Linked DNA regions of Nomascus leucogenys: region 2 is linked to region 1. The links are chromatin contacts, called in public Hi-C maps. All regions are on one chromosome and are shown on one strand. Each heading gives the region's core, a stretch centred on a gene start, on an enhancer-like site or on the middle of the called end of the contact. The rest is flanking DNA. Distances are from core to core; before and after follow the strand shown. Region 1 has its middle 28 kb from the start of DAD1. Region 2 overlaps LOC115832517 (a long non-coding RNA gene).

Region 1 (5,811 bases), core at 451-2,950:
ATTTTTGTATTTTTAGTAGAGAAAGGGTTTCTCCATGTTGGTCAGGCTGGTCTCAAACTCCTGACCTCAGGTGATCCGCCCACCTCAGCCTCCCAAAGTGCTGGGATTATAGGCGTGAGCCACCGTGTCTGGCCTAATCTGTTTTAAAACTTATATACAGATGTCACAGACCTTATCAGGAGGCTTCTGGATAATTTTTATTCTAGAGAAATTGGAATTTTGAATAAGAAAAGCATCTGGACTTTGAGACACGGGTTGAAAACTGGGAATAAGAGTAATTTTATGAAGGAAGACATTGTAATTGCAGAGTCTTTAATACATAGGTTTTGTTTAATTTTTCATAATGATCTTGAGATACATGGGACAGGTATTAAATTCCCATTTACTAGATCAGCTATTGTCTCAGAGGTTGTGATTTACCCAAGCCAGTTACCATCAACAGGAAACATTCTTCTTTGGTGTGTCTTTTTAATATTTGCTTTGGGGCTAAAACCTACAGACTGCTTTCGGAGTCTTGGGATTAGATTTAGTTAAAGGCTCATTATAGGTAACTTGTTTTTATGCTTCTGTTGATTTGCTTTATGGTTCTCAATTTGACATGTACTGAAGAATTAGCTGTGGACCTGTGAGTAGCCGCTGCACTCCAGCCTGGGCAACAGTGTGAGACCCTGTTCTTAAAAGAGGCCAGGCATGGTGGTTCATGCCTGTAATCCCAGCACCTTGGGAGGCCGAGGTGGGCGGATCACCTGAGGTCAGGAGACCAGCCTGACCAATATGATGAAACCCCGTCTCTACTAAAAATACAAAAATAGGCCAGGCGTGGTGGCATGAGCCTGTAATCTCAGCTACTCAGGAGTCTGAGACAGGAGAATCGCTTGAACCCAGTAGGCGGAGGTTGCAGTGAGCCGAGATTGTGCCATTGCACTCCAGCCTGGGCAACGGAAGCGAAACTTCGTCACACACACACACACACACAAAAGACAACGCTGAAAAAGTGCCAGGCGAGCGGTGGCTTACACCTGTAATCCCAGAAATTTGGGAGGCCAAGGTGGAAGAATGGCTTGAACCCAGGAGTTCAAGACCAGCCTGGGCAACACAGTGAGTCCCTGTCTCTACAAAAATTAAAAAAATTAGCTGGGCGTGGCAGTGCACCTCTGTAGTCCCGGCTACTCGGGAGGCTGAGTTTGGAGAGTCACTTGAGCCCTGGAGGTAGAGACTGCATGATCGCACCACTGCACTTCAGCCTGGGCAACAGAACGAGACCCTGTCTTGAACTTAAAGACACACGCCGAAGCCCCATTGCGTTTCTGATTCTTAGGTGTTTTTTCAGCTTAAGTATGTTGAAGGAGTTGATTTTGAGTACTACTGCATGGAGAGTGAGGTAGACCCTAGCATTTCCTGCTTCCCCTTGCTCAACACCTCTATGGGGTGGTTTATTTTTATTTTCTGTGCTCTTTTATGGGGCCGGAAGCCATTCACCACAAACACTGTGGAAAGTCTATTCCCTGCCATTCTTTGCAGTGGTGGGAAGCCCAGCCCTGAGCACCTCCTGCCCACACATTTCCTGGCCCCTATCACATGGAAACCATCTCTCTTGTTTTCTTCTCTGAGCAGCCTATACCTTCGGCCTCTTGTGATCACATTCTTTCATCTTGGGCTTCAAAACACTTTTGTTGTGATGGCTAGAAAATACTTGGGGAGGTCACAGAGGCGTGCTCCCTGGTGTTGGAGGTTATAGAGGCCAGGGAGCTTGTTTACAAACTTAGCGGGAGACTCTGCTGCTCTCCTATCTTGTTGGGTTGCAGCTCAGCTCTGGGCGTCTATAATAAAAGTTTGAGTGTGAAATGACTTAATAACTACAGTTAATGTAAAAGTTTTTTAACAAATATAAAAATTGGATTTCTCCTGTGGGAGAAAACACTTTCTAGAGCAAGGATCTTAGAGGAGAGAGTAGGAAAAAAGTGGGAGGAAGCTTATGAAGGACTAAACAAAATATTTTATTTGCTTACATTGATTTTATAGGTAGGTCCAAGTTCTGTCAATGGGATTTTAAAAAAGTATTTTCAAACCACCAGAGAGGCAGCCTGGTGTTGCGGAAAACACTTTGATCTGAAAGTGTTGATTCAAGGACTTGTTCTGCCGCTTACTGTCTGTTGACCTTTTGTCTCTAAAATTTAGCAAATAATTACACACTTAGGCTCTGTGCTAGGTAGTGCCTGGCATTAGGAAAGAGAAGACACAGCCCTTCCTGTCCAGGAGTGAGTGAGCGTGGACCACATGTCCGGCAAACTGTTAAGCGCCCTCCTGTTACTTAATGTTTCCCTATCATTGCGTGAAGGAGGTGGGCGGCATTCTTACTTTCCTGATGAGGAAATGGAGACTCAGTTAGCAAGTGTTAGGTTTGAATCTTATTTCTGTCTAGCTGAAAGCGGTTAGGCTTTGAATGAGATAAATCATAAAATAAGCATGGGGATAATAATACTTCATACTGTGGTTATCCCAACAAAACGTAGGTGAAAATATCTGAATGTAATTGCTCTACAAATGTATCATTCCTTTCAGTGCTCACCAGAAGCTCTGAGGATTCCATGACGTACTGCTTTTCTCCCTCAGCTGCACATCCATTTCACTGACTTTTAGCTAAAGCACTGTGGTGGCCAATGGCAGGCCTGGCTCTTCCTGGGAGAAGGGGAGAGACCTCCCTAGGAGCCCCCTTTGAGACCTGCTATTCAGGCCTATTAAATCCCAGGGATAAACAACTTTGTTTTTCACTTTTAATTGAAATTTCCCCTCATGCGTGCGTATACACGCACGTGAAGAAGCTAGCAAGCTCCCATATGTCTTAACAGCTTCAGTGATTATCAACATTTAACCCCAATCTAGTGTCAGGGTATAAATAAGAGACATCTGATGGCAGAGCTCATTCTTTCGTTATTACTCCTTCCTTTAAATTTTTGCTTACTATGAGTTAAGTGCTACAGAAGTGATCAGAACGGACAAGGCACCTCGCTTTCTGAGCCTTAAATTCCAGTAGGGAAGAGAGCCAAATTATTACATAAATGAAATAATTTTGTCGTGAGTGGAGTGAAGGAAAGAAAGTAAACAATATAATGTGACAGCAAATGCTTAGAGTGGCTAGGAAGGACCTCTCTGACCAGGTGACCTTTAGGCTGAGATCTGACAGCTAAGAGTCAGCGAAGGGACCAGCCATGGGGAGTGTGTCTGGATATTAGTTATCCCCATTGGCATATGCTTGTGTAGTGGATAAGTATTGCTTCGAGACCACAAACATCACTTTTTTTTTTTTGATGGAGTCTTGCTCTGTCGCCCAGGCTGGAGTGCAATGGCACGATCTCGACTCACTGCAATCTCCGCTTCCTGGGTTCAAGCAATTCTCCTGCCTCAGCCTCCCTAGTAGCTGGGATTACAGGCGCACACCACCACGCCCAGCTAATTTTTTGTATTTTTAGTAGAGATGGGGTTTCACCATGTTCGCCAGGCTTGTCTTGAACTCCTGACCTCAAGTGATCTGCCTGCCTTGGCTTCCCAAAGTGCTGGGATTACAGGCGTGAGCCACCGTGCCCAACGACATCAAATATTTATTGAGGGAGTGCCTCCTAAAGGTACAGAGCTCTGCCTTGCCATTCTGATCTCATCCTGATGGGGGATCAAATCCAGGCAGGCAGAGTCAGGAAGAGGGAAGGGCCACAGAGGCAGGAAACAAGACATTTAGTCTTAGAGGGCCTCGGAATGCCAGTCAATTCATGCTCCTTCCTCTGATGGCTGAATCTGGAACCACCTGGTATTTCTGAGTCCACAGAGCTTTGTGGAAAGCCTCGGATCCGAGTCTGGTGGGGATCAGGGCCTAGTTCACTGTGATCCTGTGCAAGCCGCTCCATGTGCCTTCTCATTTGTAAAAGGGGAGAGAATACTCTGCCTACCACCTGGGTTTATCATTTTGATCAAAAGAGTTGATGTTTGCTTTGGTGTTGTACAGATGTAGGATATTGTTAATAAGGAGTCCAGATAAGGATGTCGTTCCACCCATGTCCCTTGGTAAATCACTGGAATAACTTGGGTCGGCGAGGATAAGGTGGACACCTTAGAGGTTGGTAAAAATAGAATCTTGCAGCCTCCACTGGAAAGAAGTCCCTTTTAAGGTTTACCTACTTTCCTCCCATCAAGGCTGGAAGCATGAAATGGAGACCAGGTGCTCCCCATCACGTAAACCATATTCCTTCATCTACCTAGACTGTCTTAGGTCCTGCCAGCCTTGTCTTCTTACGCTTATATGATCTTCCTCTAATATTTTCCTCTTTTGTTGTTGTTGCTAAATTTCATGTGGGTGGTTCGGGGAAAGGGTAGACTTGCACTCCTCCCCACTACTCAGTGGGATTTTAGGAAGGCTTTGAAAACGGGAAGGATCCTCCCCTCCGATCCTATCACCTTTGGAATGGGAACATGCCCCCATTTCCAGAGCGAACAGACACTGGACTCCTGTCTTCTCAAAGGTGGCGAAACCCTCCTGGAGTGATGTGGGGTGTTGTGGCCTGCGAGGAGATGGCTGCCTGCAGAAACCGCCCGCTGGAGAGGGCTGCAGAAGTCTGGCTCCCTGCTTTCGGATGTGTCCTGCCAGGGGCTCCAGGGGGTCCTTCTGAAAGCAGAGAAGCCCCCAGAGGTTGAGAGGGGAGATAAGACATGAGCCTTTTCAGCTGTGATGTGGTGAGGAGAGTCAGGGAGGCCATGAGCACTGTGGGGCCAGAAGTGTTGGCTTCTGTCAGAAACTCGGCCCAGCCTGACCACTGCCTCCTGGCCCTGTCATTTCCCCTCCATCGCGTGCTTCCTTCCGGAAGCCGGAAGCAGGAGGCGGGAAGCTGCAGAGGTAGTGACAAAATCATGGTGTAAAAAGAAGCTCCTAGGGCCGAAGAAATGACTGGAGAGGTGGCCACACACTATGAGAAACACCAGCGCACCAGCAGGGCCTGGGGAGTTCTGAGCGATCCTGGGCTGCATGAAACTGCAGCCAGCCCACTTTTTTCTCAGTATGGCAGTGCCATCTGACCTGGCCCGACCCATCTTGCTCAGGTCATGGTTCGTCTTTCTGGGCATTCTGATGCATTCCCACTTCATATCTGCATTGGGATTTCCGTTTACTAAGCATTCCACACCCATTATTGTTTTCAGTCCCTTCAACAACACTGAGAATAGGTGGGCAGGTGTTTTTATCTCTATGTGAATAATAACACATGGGGACTCAGAAAAATTAAAGGCCCCAGGAGAGAAGGCTAGTGAGGGGCAGTGACGCTTAGGGACAAACAACTGGTTCTCCTGCCTCCTGCCTGAGGACTCCTGCCTGAGGATAATATCATAACAAAAGCCTCTGTCTTGCAGTTGCAGCCATTAACACATCTCTTTCATACCCACTACTCACTGGACTGTTAACTCCTTGAAGACAGAAACTCTGTGTGTGTGTGTGTGTGTGTGTGTATTTAATGGGAGCAGTACTTTCTTGAGGCATAATTTACATGAAAATACACTAATGATGCACTTGATATATATATATATACACATATATACATATACATATATACATATATACACACATATATATACACATATATACATATACATATATACACACATATATACATATACATATATATACACATACATATATATACACATACATATATATACACACATACATATATATATATACACACACACATGTATATATATATACACACACACCCATGTAGCCATCACCCAAGATAAAGATATGGAACATTTCCCCCACCCCTGAAGGTTTCC
Region 2 (6,253 bases), core at 3,394-5,893, 170 kb after region 1:
TTGACAAATTTTGGAGTTCCTGACTTAGCACTGTTATTCTATTCTTGGAGCAGAATCAGCTTGGCTACTATTGTTCCCACTGTGAGGATAACTGCATCTTTTGTGTGATGGTTTTCTCTTCACTGTGTACACAATGATTGCAGAGCCACAAAATTTTAATTTGGGATAAATAATAAGCTATCTTTAGGGCCAATCTTATTTTGGGAGTTGGGACTGATGGAGGTCAAGGATCCTTTCTCTTTTCTTGCCTTTCTCAAAGTCTCTACCCCCACCCCTGCCACTCTCCTACCTCATCTCTTTCCTTCTCTCTTTTTCAAGATCACATATATTTCTGCAAAATATGCTCAAGAACAATTTTAAAGGGAGAGCAGGACAATGGACAAAGGAATAAGGAGACATTCACCCCAAGATGCCTGGACTTAGGGTTACACAGAATTGAGTTGGTGATAACTGTGACTGCACATACACCATAGACATGTGCATGAGGAGTGCTGGTGGCATGGCCATAGGTGTGCCCACACCAGAGCAGGTGGGGTGGCATTGGTGGCCAGAGGCTTGCCCATGACAGTGTGGATGGTGTTTGTGACAGTAGAGCTGGTTGGGAAGATGTATGTGTGCTGCACGGTGGCCCTGGACAGGCCTACCCAAGACTCCCAGGAAGGCTGTCCCTGCTGTTGGGGGAACATTGTACCCAAAGCCATTTTACTGGGCTGGGTGCCAACTGGATAAAGAGGTCAAGGATTTAGAATATTTTCCCTGGATCTGGGTTTCCTTGTTCCAAATCTGAAGAGAGGGAAAAGATTATTCAGAGAAGAAAAAGAATATAGATGTTTGGCTTTTATTTCATATTGAATCAGTGATCAAATGGGCACAGACAAAGTAGTTGGGTGCTTATTCACACAAACAACTTTATAAATAAGAGGAGTGGGCAACTATGTAATGATTTTTGAGGGTCCCGAGAAGACCACTGCCCCCAAATCTCCTCTATTGGTACCTGGCATTCTGCCACTGGAGATTAAGCCTTTGGACCATAGAAACATAAAAACATTCCTGGAAGGATTGACACCTTAAGCCTTAATGGACAAATGAGCAAGGACTGATTTCTAATGGTAAGACCTTGGGGCTTGGGAACTAGGGAATCTTCCAGTACGTAGCCAGGATGTCGGGAAGAGACAATCTCTCCCTTTTCTTTCATCCCCACATATCATTTATCTATTTTTGAGGTATTTCTTAGATCTGTTTTCTCTTTCCAAGTCCTTCTGATCCTTCTCAATGTCTACCTCAGTTTTGTATTAACTTTACACCTGATCTCATTGTTTCCAGTCTTGGAACTGATCTTCCCACCCATAGTAATCTTTCCAAGCACGCTTCGAAGCACATTTACTCTTAGGTGCCTGTGATTTCTGCCCATTTCCCATATAACAGAATCTAGTCCCTTAGTATGGTTCACAAAAGCTTTCTCAGTCAAGCCACAACCCACCACTCCAACCACTCCACTGCCCCAACTCAGGCAGACTCAACTCTCACCAAGTGATCACTGTTCCCCAAGCACAGTTCTATATCCCTCCTTGACATTGCTCAAGCTGCACTCCCTCTGCCCGCCATGTCCTTCTCCAATCCCTCATTTGTCAAAATCATTCATCCTTTAAGTCACTTTAACTAAAACTTCCACAGGGAGCCTTTCCTAGTCCTCCTGAACCAAGCTAATTTTCCCCTCCTTTGGGCAACTGTGCATTGTACTCTGACCAACATTTATCATGGTCCGACTTCAGAAATTAATGATATGAAAGTCTATATATGTCTCCCTTTGGAAAACACATATTCCTCCCATTCTCTCACTGGCTTTGGGAAGGTCCATTTCTAAAAGATAGATTTCTTTAGGGAATTGATTTTCAAGAGGCTGCCAGGGTGCTCTATCCAAGACACAGGTGATTCTTAGAAGTCTCATCTGAATCCTGTATGCAAACTCCTGGACTTTGAACAGAACTTGAAAGAAAGTTTTCTGGTTGGATAATTTCTGGTGAATGACCTGAAAGACCTGGCTCCCACACTAGCAATATTTGGGACTCACAGTCCTTATTGGAGTCAAAAGTAGCATAATGTGGTCATTTCCCCAGGGATAATCCAATGTGTGCAGTTTGGAAGGACTAACCAAGATTCCATGCTCTGCCACAGCAGCATAAACAGGGCTGCTTGGTTTTGGAATTATAAGAAAGGACTATGGTTTCAAGGGAAGCAATCTCAGACACTTCTTGCCTGAGCCAAAGTGAGTGTCAGTAGGAACTGGGAAAGATTCTGGGCTTTTCGGAATCCCAAGACAGGAGGGTCTGTGGCCTGCCATCAGTGTTAAACCTGGACATCAGGCCTGGCATCAGGCCTTAGGCATTATCCGCTCACCGAGCCTTGGATCTGGAAATCACAGCCCTGATGCAGGTCTGTATTTGAATGCAGGGAACTGACCCTGGAGACTTCCTGCCTATGAAGTCTTATGTATTGACTGCCAATCTCCTCTCTTATGGAAATTTCTGTACATTGCTTTTTGCAGATATAGAACAGAGATTTTACCCTAGAAACCCATCCCTTACTCACACCAAAGGCATCCTGAGCAAGAGATACTAATAGGACATGCTTCACCTATGATCAACTCACCTCCCATTGGACAGTGATGGAAAAATGTTATTTTAGAATGATTTTTAATTTAATTTAATTTTATTTCATTTTATTTTTTTTTTTTTTTTTTTTGAGACGGAGTCTCGCTCTGTCACCCAGGCTGGAGTGCAGTGGCGCAATCTCGGCTCACTGCAAGCTCCGCCTCCTGGGTTCACACCATTCTCCTGCCTCAGCCTCTCCGAGTAGCTGGGACTACAGGCGCCCGCCACCAGCCTGGCTAATTTTTTTTTTTTTGTATTTTTAGTAGAGACAGGGTTTCACCGTGGTCTCGATCTCCTGACCTCATGATCCGCCCGCCTCGGCCTCCCAAAATGCTGGGATTACAAGCGTGAGCCACCGCGCCCAGCCTAGAATGATTTTTTTCAATCTCTGTTTGCACTCAGGAAAGGTGTCAAAGGACTCTTTTTTTTTTTTTTAAACAGCATTTTTATGAGAAGGATGAGGACAATACACTCTGGGGACCTAGGTTTGAACTGAACTGTAGGGAGAGATTTGTTAGAAATTTTAATAATAGGGATAACTTATAAAAGCAGGATTTCCTTTTTTCTTTCTTTTCCCTTTGGCAGAGCTGCTCCTTGAAGATTGCTGACAGCATTGAATTTCTGTAGGTAAAGACCCTAGATGAACTTTGAGCACTCTTCTTTTGTTGAGAAAACTAAAGTAAGGTTGAGAATGAGGTTATTCTCATTTCAAATAAATACTCACTCATTGTATTGGAGATTATGAAGTCATCATAAAACTAAAAACAGGTGTTGTGCATCAAAATAGTAAGTGTTCTGTTAGAAAAATTAAGTGGTGTCTGTTTAGTTAGAATGAGGGGCATATTTTTCCCAAGTGTGAATTTAGTTAGGGCTGTTGATGTCACACACATAGTATTAGAAGATCTAATAAGACAGTTGAGCACCAGGTTTGCTTTGTCGGGATCATGAAGGTTGGGCCCCATCTGAGAAGGTGGAGGGGCAGGTAGAGCGCTTCCCTGGAGGAAATGTTTTTTCTCACTGTCAATCATCCCAGGGCAGGAAAAGAACTAGTCTTGGACTGAGAACAAAAGATCTCCTCTGCTGTCTGCACTTGGAGATATGGAGATGCCTGCAGATTTCTACTGGGCGCCTTGAGCTGGTCTTTGCTATGCGTAAGCCTGCTTGGAGGTAGAAAGAGTCTCAAGTTGGGTTTTGGGTCTCAAAATGTGCTCTTCTTTCTTCCTCAAACATTTAGCAGTGCTTTGAATGATTAAGAGAGTAGACCGTGTCCACCTAACATGGGATCCATTGTGGTGAAGGTAGAGGGGAGAGCAGCCTGGAGAAAAGTCTCACAAGATGATGAAAAACAGCCTGAAGAAGAGCTCTGGCTCCATGGAACTGTCAAGCCCATGGGGACCCACTGTGGCATATGAAATTCCCACAAATCACTTGGGGACATCATGGATGCTCAATATTCCACATGATGAGCCTGCAGGTTCTTGTAAATTGAATATTAATGAAATAGTGTCTGTATTTTGTAATCCACAGGCTGGTGAGGTCTGAGGACACATGGATGACATAATGAAGGACTTCCTAAAAATAAGATACCTGAAACTCTTGAAGTGGTGTTTGAAATAACATTTGTACAATGACAACCATGATTTAATTAACCACCTGACCATCCTTAGCTGTCTTTAAGACTAAGAATGCTCAGCAACTGATTAATGATTTAAACTTTAGGTGTCATAAGAGCTAGAAAACAACAACAAATCTGAAAATGGCCAGTTCCATTTTATACATATGTATCCATACATGCATTCATCCATTTATTTATCCAGCAAGTATTTGTTGCCAAACACTCTGCCTGCTACAGGAATGCAGACCTTACTAAGACGTTACCCTCCAGGGCCTTACATCTGAGTGAGTGAAGACAGGTAGGAATCTGCATCCCCTAGTCAGAGAGACAGATTGTTTCTGGTTAATGACACAGTTAGGCAAGCACCCCGCTCAGTTTCTTTCCCAGGGGACTGTGTCACCCATGAAGCCCGATGTGCTTTTCCGTGAGCTACCTTTTATTCCTATGATCCTGTGTGGGGGAGCTGCTGTAATAGACCTAGCTGCTCTGCTAGCCTATGGGCACTCCACTGGTCCTTGGTTTTGGCTTCCAACCAGAGGCTGCATCCTGAAATGACAGGCAAGGTTGAGACAAAGATGGAGCAGAGCACCTAGAGTGCTTTGGCCGGTCCAGCATTGCCCTCCAGTGTTCAAATGCAGGAAAGTGGGGAACGATGAATTCTTAGCATGAAGTCCTGAGATGGCTGTCTGTGGATTAATGAGGGGGTTCCTGGATGGCTCCCCCAGATGAGGGGTGGGAAAATGGAAATTGAGAGCCAGAGTTGAGAAATAAAAGTGAGGATTAAGATTCATTAATGACGGGGCACCTTGAGAGATAGGCGTAGAGAGAAATAGAAACAAAGACCCTGTCAGTTTCCTAACTTGGATTTTGTCAGGAGAAATAGCAATTGTCCAGCAAGATGACCAGGCTCCCCTGGGGATTAGAAAGCACGGTGGTGGCAGTGGAGGACTGGTTACCTAGAGCTGTATATCCAGTCTTCTCAGTTCACGCTTTTCAAGGTTCTAGGGAGACTTTGATCTAGAATTATTACCTCCAGGTTCAGGGGCAGTCCAGGAAAGAGCACACATCACCTGAAATAAAATTGGGGGGAAACATCTGTGCATAACAAACTTTTTTCATTAGATTTGCAAAGAGGTCTAGGTCATAAGAAGGTAAGTCTGCATTTTTCCTGGGACTTAAATGGTTTCAGTCTCCTGTCTTACATCTAGGTAGTTCATTAACTCAGCCTTGGAGGGAGGTTTTTCTTAACCTCAGGGAGTTCCCCCAATTGGGTCAATGTCACTGGAAGATGTCCAGCACAGCAGGACGCTGTCTTGTCTCCCAGATCATGGATCTATATGAGTCAAGGCTGAAGTAGCTTTGGCAGCCAATCTGCTCTTGGCAAAATCTGCAACTAGTACAATGTCTGCGTCTTTCGTTTTGTTTCACCTTTGCACACCTAGATCACCACTTATCTTATGGTGTCATGGAAGCAATGGCGCTTCAGCCCCACCCCAAATCTTCCCCTGCTGTATTTCTTCTAGTCGACCTATGACTTGACTTCCTGAACCTTCATCAAGCTTGAAATCCTCTCTGTTCCTGCCCCTGTTGCTCTCCTACCTTGTTCCTCTGAAAAGGTAGAGAAATGAGTCACAGAAACTTCCTGACCATGTTAAAAAACAAATAAAATACCCGATGACTAGTTCAGGAGCTGGGTAACTACGGCATAATGTATAAAAGATTGAATTGCTCACATAATTGTCTGTAAAGTTCAAGCAGCTTAGGCCTTTCTGTAGAAGACCTCAGTCTTTACCCTATGCACAATTCAAACTGTGGTTCAAGTGCAGGAGGACCGAGAGTAGGACACTGAGGATACCTTAGTGACAGGGCTCTTGGAAGACACCACAGTTATAGTAACTCTGTGCATGTGTGTATGTAGCACTGTGTGCATGTGTGTGCAGTAAAAACGAAGCTTTGGGAAGTTCATAACTGTGTCTTTCCTGCACTA

The links. Hi-C and Micro-C count contacts between places; a contact is called where the count stands out from the background.
Region 2: a contact with region 1 is called in a Hi-C map of a lymphoblastoid cell line, with 13 times the contacts expected there. The contact joins two enhancer-like sites. A contact is called at or near these places in 3 of 4 Hi-C or Micro-C datasets (a lymphoblastoid cell line and an unstated tissue).

Annotation. Positions count from the first base shown.
Region 1 is chr22a:40,737,326-40,743,136 of Asia_NLE_v1, forward strand. No RefSeq gene overlaps it. Among named protein-coding and RNA genes, the nearest start is that of DAD1, 28 kb to the left of the region's middle. Within about 2 kb of position 1,701, the one cell type or tissue checked has an H3K27ac peak away from gene starts, as active enhancers do. A contact at or near this core is called in a lymphoblastoid cell line, where this site is marked.
Region 2 is chr22a:40,905,863-40,912,115 of Asia_NLE_v1, forward strand. All of the region lies in intron 2 of LOC115832517 (a long non-coding RNA gene), which reads left to right. It also overlaps LOC101176513, LOC101179412, LOC115832515, LOC101179644, LOC101175986 and LOC101179288, and 2 more genes. Among named protein-coding and RNA genes, the nearest start is that of DAD1, 200 kb to the left of the region's middle. Within about 2 kb of position 4,644, the one cell type or tissue checked has an H3K27ac peak away from gene starts, as active enhancers do. A contact at or near this core is called in a lymphoblastoid cell line, where this site is marked.